Linked DNA regions of Mus musculus: all the other regions are linked to region 3. The links are chromatin contacts, called in public promoter capture Hi-C maps. All regions are on one chromosome and are shown on one strand. Each heading gives the region's core, a stretch centred on a gene start, on an enhancer-like site or on the middle of the called end of the contact. The rest is flanking DNA. Distances are from core to core; before and after follow the strand shown. Region 1 holds the start of Rpl34-ps1 (ribosomal protein L34, pseudogene 1). Region 2 overlaps Smyd1 (SET and MYND domain containing 1). Region 3 holds the start of Rnf103 (ring finger protein 103).

The links. Promoter capture Hi-C pulls out the DNA fragments that hold promoters and counts their contacts.
Region 1: a contact with region 3 is called in a promoter capture Hi-C map of 3T3-L1-derived adipocytes, with 4 times the contacts expected there. The contact joins the promoter of Rpl34-ps1 here to the promoter of Rnf103 in region 3. A contact is called at or near these places in 5 of 39 promoter capture datasets (the 3T3-L1 cell line, 3T3-L1-derived adipocytes, cranial neural crest and 2 more) and 1 of 115 datasets of contacts at active chromatin or transcription factors (bone marrow-derived macrophages).
Region 2: a promoter capture Hi-C map of liver shows a contact between it and region 3, with 2.1 times the contacts expected there. The contact joins the enhancer-like site here to the promoter of Rnf103 in region 3. A contact is called at or near these places in 2 of 39 promoter capture datasets (3T3-L1-derived adipocytes and liver), 1 of 484 Hi-C or Micro-C datasets (liver), 2 of 115 datasets of contacts at active chromatin or transcription factors (both in bone marrow-derived macrophages) and 1 of 9 other capture datasets (pancreatic islet).

The regions. Positions count from the first base shown.
Region 1 is chr6:71,122,963-71,126,123 of GRCm38.p6, reverse strand. Rpl34-ps1 (ribosomal protein L34, pseudogene 1) reads right to left here and starts at 1,535. Exons shown (of 1, transcript NM_001199350.1): 1 at 1,123-1,535. The coding sequence starts at 1,514. The coding sequence ends at 1,161.
Region 2 is chr6:71,235,315-71,238,542 of GRCm38.p6, reverse strand. It overlaps Smyd1 (SET and MYND domain containing 1), which reads left to right. Exons shown (of 10, transcript NM_001160127.1): 4 at 1,056-1,186; 5 at 3,162-3,200. Among named protein-coding and RNA genes, the nearest start is that of Smyd1, 25 kb to the left of the region's middle. Within about 2 kb of position 1,807, at least 23 of the 459 cell types and tissues checked have an H3K27ac peak or open chromatin away from gene starts, as enhancers often do. A contact at or near this core is called in bone marrow-derived macrophages and liver, where this site is marked.
Region 3 is chr6:71,492,319-71,495,249 of GRCm38.p6, reverse strand. Rnf103 (ring finger protein 103) reads right to left here and starts at 1,373. Exons shown (of 4, transcript NM_009543.3): 1 at 362-1,373. The coding sequence starts at 587.

The DNA.
Region 1 (3,161 bases), core at 286-2,785, 370 kb after region 3:
TGCACATGTCTGGTCACCTGAGTTTTGTCCCTAGAACCCACATAAAGGTGGTAGGAGAGAATCTACTCACATCGTATACATGCAATAATAATACATACAAGTAAACAAATTGTAAGAGGTCATAACGTTTTCCTAATATCACCTACAATATGTCCGTTGCTGCTTTACAGAAATTAATTCATGGGATCCGGATGGCAGTGTGACAAGTCCATTTTACAAAGGAGCCAACTGGGATTCTGGGAGATGATGGCTTTGAGTTCTGTGTGAAGTGTTCATTGAAGCTACTCTGGAGAGCCAGTGGGGTTCCCTTGGGTTTCCAGCCTCCTCCTAGTCTCCACTCCTCTTTGCCCCCCTTTTCTTTATCCCTGGTCCCCCTCACCTGTCTTTGCTTTGTGTGAGAACCTGGCTGTGCTTTCCTAGACGGCCCACCTCCTAATAGTCCCACCCTCTAAAGGCCAGGCATTGAAACACATGCATGTGTGGGGGCCTTGTAACAGGTGCAGTGTCAAGATTTAAAGCAGAGCTTGGCTGCTAGGCCACCTGTTGAGGGTCACTTCTCCCTCATCTCTTATCTTCCTATTGTCTCTGATCCAAGGCTCACTCCTCATCAGGGATCATGTTGCTTGTAAAACCGATTCAGCTTAAGTATCTCTGGTTCAGACCCCAGCAGCGTGTAAGCAACCCTGCAAGCAAAGGTGAGCACTCTCTGGCTCCCTTGGGGAAAAGAAGCCTTCCAAATCCACTGGAAAGCCTGGCAATAATTCTCCCAGCCAGCAGAGGGCAGCAGAACACATCCAAAGTCCTTGCTTTAAAGTAGGTGGGGCTGGCCAATCCAACCACACTCCTGTCATTGCTCATGGGCAAACCACCTGTCTGACTTTATTTTCTGAAGTCTGGGGACCCTGAAGGTTTGAGGGTTGAACTTAGTACCTTGCACATGCTAGGCAGGTGCTCTACTACTGAGTCATATCTAGGCTTGTCCCAGAGGACAACCTCAGGTGCTGTTCAGCAGGCTCTGCCCTGTTTTATTTTATTTTTTTTAGACAGGCTCTTTCATTGTTCTGGAGCTTTCTTTTTTTTTTTTTTTTTTTTTTTTTTTTTTTTTTTTTTTTTTTTTTTAGATCAAGTCTTGATTTTTATTACTTAAAAAATGTGCATATCTATTTTGCTTTCTGACTCTGTGCTTGTGCCTTCAACACTTTCACAACGATTTTCTGCTCCTCAATAAGGAAAGCCCGCTTGATCCTGTCACGGACACACTTGGCACACATGGAGCCGCCATAGGCCCTGCTGACGTGCTTCTGTGTCTTAGACAGTCTCATAAGGACTTTGGGCCGCACAGCACGAACCCCTCGAAGTCTGCCTGGGCACACGCCACATGCGGATTTAGGTGCTTTCCCAACCTTCTTGGTGTAGAGGTAAACAATCCTGTTGCCAGGGGTTCGAGACAGCCTAGTTTTGTTAGAGGCTGTGTTGTAGGAAAGCCTACGGCGGTATGTCAAACGCTGGACCATCCTGAGTGCCTCTGAGCACCGTCCCCGGAAGAGTTCTGGAGCTTTCTAAGCAGCAAAGCTGGTTAGTCAGCAAGTCCTGGATTCCATAAAAAATAACTTAAAAATTTAAAAAAATGTATTGCATCTTATTATTGGTGCCTCTCTCTCTCCTTTTAAAAGTTCACATATGCCTCGTGTGTGTGTGTGTGTGTGTGTGTGTGTGTGTGTGCCCTCGCGTGCGTCCGTCTGTCTGTCTGTCTGTCTGTCTGTCTGTGATTTCTGAGAGAGCAATAGTAGCTGGAGATGGGGAGACCCAGTAAGCAAGCCCATGTCTGTGCAAAGGCCAGAGGAGGAGTCAGGTGTCCCATTCTGTGACTCTCCATCATATTCCCTTGAGGCAGCATCTCTCATTGAACCTGGAGCTAGGCTAGCAGGGAGCAAGCCACAACCATCAATCACCTGTCTCCACCACCAGAGAGCTGGTGTAAAACTTCTTACTGACACGCTTCCGTACTGCTTCAACTAGGAAAAGCAGACGTAAACACAGAATCAAGAAAGTCAAAATAACCTTGTCACTGTGTAACACGCATGTGCTGGTACCAAGACTGTGGTGGACTCCAGCAGTGTCCTCCCGGCACATGATCATTGTGGGTGTCTATTGATAAGCTTTTCTTCCATTTGTGCTGCAGGAACACCCTAGTCACAGCAGCTGGGAGGTCATTTCCCTTCTCTCAGAGCCAGCTTAGCCCAGTGCCTCAGCCTCCTGTGTGACAGAGTTTCTGGCTGGTGATTGTGGATTCAGATATAAATGCAGACACTGAAATTATGCAGTGACTTGATTTTTAAGTCATTCAGATGGATCTAGAAAATTATTTGAAAAAAATAGTGTACAAACTCACACACATGAAATGCATTGCTGCTGGAGAAGTGTGTGTGTGTGTGGTGTGGTGTGTGGTGTGTGTGTGTGTGTGTTTAGGCCAGAGAACAACCTCCTGTGTTGTTCCTCAGGTGCTGTCATTTTTTATTTATTTATTTTTTTTGACACAGTATCTCATTGACCTGGAGCTGGTTGGTCAGCAAGTCCTAGATTCCTGGATTCCCTTTTGAGAAATCTCTCTCTCAGTCCTTACTTCTTATAGGTGAGCAAGTTGAGTCTCAGACAGGACCTCTGCCTTAGCCTTAGTACACAGATCATCAGGGTGGGGCAAATGAGATCCAGTGTGCACAGCCATTTCTCCTGATAAGACCCTCAGTCAGTCAGAACAGACTTGGTTCTGGAGAAGGAGCCTGGGTATGGATTCTTGAGGGAACAGTCATGGTAGTGTGGGGACTTCCCTGGAGGTATCTAGTCACCAGCTTCCAAATCTGAGGAAATGAGAGAGTACTGGTGTGCACAGCCCCTGGGAAAAGCCGACGACCCTACCACTCTACATTCAGATTAAGTGCAGGTTGTCTCAACTCCATGGCCTTCCATTCCTATGGTTGTCACCTGGTTCTGGCCCTTACGCTACCAGAGAAAGCTCCCCTGGACTGGCTCTGCCTCAAACTATAGGTGCATAGGTGCAAGATGGAGAAACATGGAGCAGATGCAAATACCTTGTCCCCATGAGGATGGTGGAGCAGAGAGGGCATGACACCCTTTGTTCCCTGAGATGAGCAGTACCTGGG
Region 2 (3,228 bases), core at 558-3,057, 260 kb after region 3:
GCTTTTCATCCCCTCCACCACCCCTGCTCTGTCCCCTGAGTCCGTCTCCTCCCTCCTCCCCCTCTTCCCCTTTGGGAGCATAGAGTTTTTCAGATGGAAGGAAGCCCCAGCTCCCCTGGATGATGTTTCCTGTTTTCATGACAATGGCCTCTAGCCCAGGCAGCCGGAAGCATGAAGAGTGTCCTCTTGCTTCCCAGGTGTAACAGGAATGCATACCGCCCTTCTGGTTCTGAACTCAGAGTCAGGTTCCTAAATGAGCCCAGTAAAATAAACCAGAACCTTCCAATAAGATTTCTCATAATAGAGAGGCCATGGTGACTCTGGGTATTGTCCAGCTAGGAAGCTTCCAGAAGCAGTTGGAACAGACTCAGGAGAGAAGGCTTAAAGTCTGGAAAGGACAGAAACTTAAAATGATGCTGGTTTATCCTACCATATTTTCTCTCTTCATTTTTCTACTTACTTGGCTTTGAATTCCCAAATCTACTATATCTACTTCCCAAGTACTGGGACGCAAGTGAGTGCCACCTCTCCTAGATCAAGAGTATTTGCTCTTATTTGATTTACACACACACACACACACACACACACACACACACACACACACCACACCAGAATATGGAAAGATAAACCAAGATGGATACTTAAAACAACCGCTGAGACACAGATGGCATTAGCAGCCAGCATTCCTGTCTTTGGTCCTTATTAGGCTGGAACTACTGAGAGCTTCAAAGTGGTTTTGTTAAACATGGGACTCCTTCCATGGCACACATCTCGTGTGAAATGTGTGAAAAACAAGTCTTCAGGATGAAAATCTCCCTTTTAAAAGATTGATCATTTTTGCTATTTGTAATTACACATGCATATACTATATTCGGATAATCTCTCCACCCCTATTGTCCCCTCCTATCTTTGTTAACACCCTGCCCCACCTCCCTACCTGTCCCTTTCCCAGACTCATGAGGCCCTCTAGTTTTCAAACTTCTTCAACATCTAGGGTGATAATCTGTACCGATCTGTGCCTGTTGACTGAATCTTTTCTCTTGTCCTCTGGGTAGATCAACTGCAACGGTTTCACTCTCAGTGACCAGAGAGGGCTACAGGCAGTAGGTGTGGGCATCTTCCCCAACCTGGGCCTGGTGAACCATGATTGCTGGCCAAACTGCACTGTCATATTCAACAATGGCAAGTGAGTGCAACGGGGATTGGGCAATCTTCTACTTGATTTCAACCAAAGTCAAACTTGTAAACGTGGACTGCCATGCACTGCCAATGTTCGGCAACTCAGAGTCTCACTCCAGACCGAGGAGAGGCAGGAACTGAGGTGGATGCAGAAGAATTTTACCTTGTCCGTTTCTGAATCTCTAGGTCTGCCTCCGTGTATTGGATAAATCATTAACTACTGCTCTAAAACTTGACCTCTGGGATTATTTGCCTAGAGCCAAAAAAAAGTGCTCTGGCAGTAGCCTGTGCTAGCTAAGGGTCTATAAGAAAGTAGAAAGCACATTCAAAGGAGTAGAGTCAGACAGAATTTAGTAAAAAGACAATTTACAGGCATGTGGGCAGGGTTTGGGAAGGACCAGGCACAAAAGGAATAGGATCGATAAACAGCCTGGGGCCTGATGGTGCAGCTCAGGCTGGGGAGGTCTGGGGGGGGGGGGGGATGAAGCCTGAACAATGTGCTCGGAAAGATGGCTCCTTCCACTGAGCTGTGCCATACAACTGCTCCTGCAAAGAAGTTAGGCACTGCTGGAAATACGGGCTAACAACTTCAACCCCGTTCTCTTCCACTTGGCCAACCTCACCCAGAGGCCAAAGAGCAAAGGAACCCAGGTGACGCAGTCCTCAGGGTTCAGCCCTTTGCCCCCAGAAAGGCACAGATCAAAGACACGTGGGCAGACACTTGGATCTTGGGAGTGGGGCACATGACAGATGAAAGCCAACTTCGAGCCACCCACCAGCAGCTTTCTCCTAAACCTTCCTTGAAGCCAGAGACAGTGGTTTCTGGGTCTCAGCTGAGAACCAGGTTGAAGTGGCCACATAGCCAAGGCTATGAGTTCTTATTTCCTTTCTGTTCCTGACCCCAGTATCTAAAGCAGTTGAGAGAGATGACAAAGATTGGGAAAGCTTATTTTGGACTCTGAGAATAATATTTTCTAGCACATTGTACTCCAGGGTCTAAGCCTCTAGGGACAATTGGCCTAGACCTCATGGAATCTTTTTAGAGGATCTGTTACCCAGGTTTAGCCTGGTTGACTGAGTTAATCACACTTAGCTATGCACAATTCCCAGATGGCCCTTCTGTAAGTGCTGGTGACCCCAGGCCCCTATTCTGACTGTGTAATAATTAATGAACCTAGGGCCCGTGCTTCAGGGCATCTCTGGTGTCTGCTGTAGCTTCTTTGTATCTACTAACTGTGAGTGGTCATGTGTTCCCTGGATCTGTTTGCTTTTGTGCAAGGGAGAAGGTCATTACAGTCACTGCCTATCTGCCTGCGACACTGGAAATCAGCCTGGACATGGTATCAGTGGCCCCATTTTTTTTTTTTTTTTTTTTTTTTTTTTTTTTTTTTTTTTTTTTTTTCGAGACAGGGTTTCTCTTTTAGCTCTGGCTGTCCTAGAACTCACTCTGTAGACCAGGCTGGCCTCAAACTCAGAAATCTGCCTGCCTCTGCCTCCCAAGTGCTGGGATTAAAGGTGTGTGCTACCACTGCCCGGCTCAGTGGCCCCATTTTAACCACAATAAGTACTCTCTACATATGCAATTCAGAACTCTCCCCCAAAGAGAGTCACCAAAAAGGCCGTGCTTATTGATGCACCATGCTAGTCACTGGGACAGGAAAATCATCTCTACATTTTTCTCAGCACTCTCTTCTCAGTTACGTTGTCTTACAACAATCTCACTGTTGTACTCTAAGTGGACACTGAGGACCTGGGAAAGGAGGTCAGTTGTTCAGCAGTGAATCCCTCTGTGACTCCATTTTGTAACCCTGTTCCCAGTGCGCTCTCACTGTTCCGGGCAGCACCCTGGCAGGGGAGCCCAGCTAGCAGGGGTGAGGTTGGTCGTGACTGTCAATGCCCTGATTGCGTGAGCCCACAATGCTGTGCTCTCTTGGGGCTGCAGTGGTATTGACTTCCTCGTGGGTGTCTGTTTTGTCTTTCAGTCATGAGGCAGTGAAATCCATGTTTCACACGCAGATGAGGTGGGTCAGTCTTCTCACATGTCCGTGT
Region 3 (2,931 bases), core at 124-2,623:
CTTGTTTTTATTGTGGATGCAGATGCTGCTATTTACAGACTATGTTTTGTAATTTTTCCTTTCTCTATAATCAATTTCAACTGACGTTCCTGAATTCTGGGACAAATGATTCAATTTAATGATTTTTTTTTAAAGCTACACTTTCAAACTGTCATTTCCAAAGAGCCTTTGGAACACACCAATACACCTAACAGTTGTCTTTTCCAAACCGAGATTTACATATTTATTTAGAAAACGTAGACAAAGATGACCTGGGCAGCTCTCTGGAGCAGTCTGTTTAACCATTCTGGGGACCGCCTAATTCTGGGGAGTGGGTAAGAGCCAGGACAGTGGAGGCGACCTCCAGGAGCCCAGCACTTGCCTGACTTCTCCACCAGCTCCCGAACATCTTTCTTCTCCGGCAGCCCGGAGTAGCCCAGCCCTCGACACTCCAGAATGGTCTTCAGCTTCTTGAAGCTCAATGCCACCGGATCCACCAGCTGAGTAGCAAAGATGCCAGTCTCGTACCACACAATGGCCTCAAAAAACCTGGCCAGGACGAACAGGACCAGGAAATACAGGAGCAAGAAAAACAGCTTCAGCCACATCTTCGCCCTCTTGGCGTCGCCAGGAGCCGGGACGCCGTGGACAAGGGAAGGGGATCGAGTGCGGGGCGACAGAGCGCAGCCTGGGCGAGGGCAGCGAGGGCGCGCGGCGGTCACCGGCGGGCCATCCCCGCGGGGAGGCAGGTGGATCGCGGCGTGCGTGCGACTGAGAGCCCCGGCTCTGGCCTTGCGGTCAGGAGCTGAGAAAGGGAGAAGGGGGGACGTTCAAACGCACCCCACCCATCGAGCTGCGGACGGCTGGAAGAGGGCAAGAGCCCACCTGGGGTGACCGGGAGGCAGCTCCGAGGGACTGCGGGCCAGCGGAGGGCGGTTGGGGCCGGACTGAGTGGTCCAGAGGGCGCGGTACTCGGCTGGGCCAGGCCCGGGGCCCGGCGCGCCCAGCGCGGGTTGGAGTGACCGCCGCAGCGCCGCGCCGAACGCCCAGGCTTCAGGCCCCGGCGGCCGCCCAGGCCTGGCGGCAGCTCCAGGTTCCCGCGGGCGGCGCCTATCAGGCCCCGCGGCCCGCGAGGGGGCGTCGCGGCGGCTCCCGCTGAGGAGGAGCGCGAGACGACAGTCGTGAAGGGAGGAAAAAAAGAGGAAAAAGCAAATAACGCTAGGCCCCAACGCGGCTCTCCCGGGCGGCTTCCTGTCAGCTGCGTAGCCGCGCGGTGCCCAGCCCCGTGCGGACGCGCCGCGCCAACCGCGGCCACCGTCCCTGCCGCCTCTGCAGGCCGCGGCCGTCGCCCCCAGAGCACTGGACCCGCTGTAGCCGCGGCCCCAGTCAAGACATAACAACTGACGTCGGCATCGGGGCGGGGTCTCGGCAGGGGCGGGGTTAGAAGCCGCGGGGTGCAAGGGGAGAGAGGGGCTGCGGGAGGCTGGGCTGGGTAAACCTTCCGAGTTACTGTGCTCTCGCGGTCCCAGCCCTCTGATGCGCTGATGTTTAGTCACTGATTTCAGTCCCAGGATTGGACATTGGACCCTGCGACACTGTGCACCTTTGTGCTGAGCGTGAAAAATAAAGGCTGCTAAAAGATGTTCGTTTTTGTTTGTGGTTTTTGTTTTGTTTTGAGACACTGCCTTATTAAATAGTCCTGGCCCGCCTGGAACCGCTCTGAACACCAAGCGGGCCTCAGAATTCAGAGATTGCCTGCCAGGCATGGAAGTGCTGGGATTAAAACCGTGCACCGCCGGGCGTGGTGGCGCACGCCTTTAATCCCAGCACTCGGGAGGCAGAGGCAGGCGGATTTCTGAGTTCGAGGCCAGCTTGGTCTACAGAGTGAGTTCCAGGACAGCCAGGGCTACACAGAGAAACCCTGTCTCGAAAACCCAAAAAAAAAAAAAAAAAAAAAAAAAAAACCGTGCACCACCACACCCACCCAAATCATCAAGATCTGTAAAAATCAGAATCTGTGTTTTAAGTCCAGTCCCTGTCAACCGCGGATGCTTTTGGGTTTTTCTTTTGTTTAGTTTTTTGTTCGGGGTGGGGTGGGGGGGAGGGGTGGCACAGCTGGCTTGAGGTGCTTGAGGTGAAACTCTGAAAACAGATGTTTTTCTACCTTTGCTTTAGAATGCGATTTTCACATGTGTGTTGGAGGAGGTATGGCCAAAAAGAATTTTAGTATGTGATCCAGTTGTGGCTAGTCTCCTAGAGGGTTAAAAAGTAGACAATGAAGGTCTGAGTTGTCAGGACAAAAGTTGTTAGGTGTGGTTAGGTCCAGGTGCAAAGGTCTGTGTGTTTTAGCCAGCCAGAAGAACTCATATAAAATGAGTTTGACAGGCAAGCGTATGGTACCTGGTTCCGTGTTTATTTAACTCTAGCAGGGTCATGTTCTCTCTCTCTCTCTCTCTCTCTCTCTCTCTCTCTCTCTCTCTCTGTCTTTCTCCCTCTCTCTGTCTTTCTCCCCCACTCTGTCTCTCTCTCTCTGTTTCTGTGTGTGTGTGTGTGTGTGTGTGTGTGTGTGTACGCGCGTGTGTGTGCATGTGTGCGTGTGTGTGAGTCTTCTTGATCAGGAAAACAAGTAGGAATTCCAGGTGAAATGTTAGCCAGCAAGGAAAAGCATGAACAACCCTAAACCAGGGGTGAAATTTTTAGGGAGAGAGTGTGACCCTCAATCAGGGAGCAAATGAGCCATGGAAAACAAAGAATGGATCATAAAATGTAGACAAAGGATAGTACCCCTTTATAACGCAGTTAACAAAGGCATCTCGGTGTACAGCTAGTGGAGGAGCTAGGAAGGAAGAAGCCTAGGAGCAGGGTGGGCAGGAATGTACAGCTTCAGACTTACAGAACAGTGTGGTGGTTTTCCAGGGCAGCAGACCACGTGGAGACTGTATTAAACTGTTC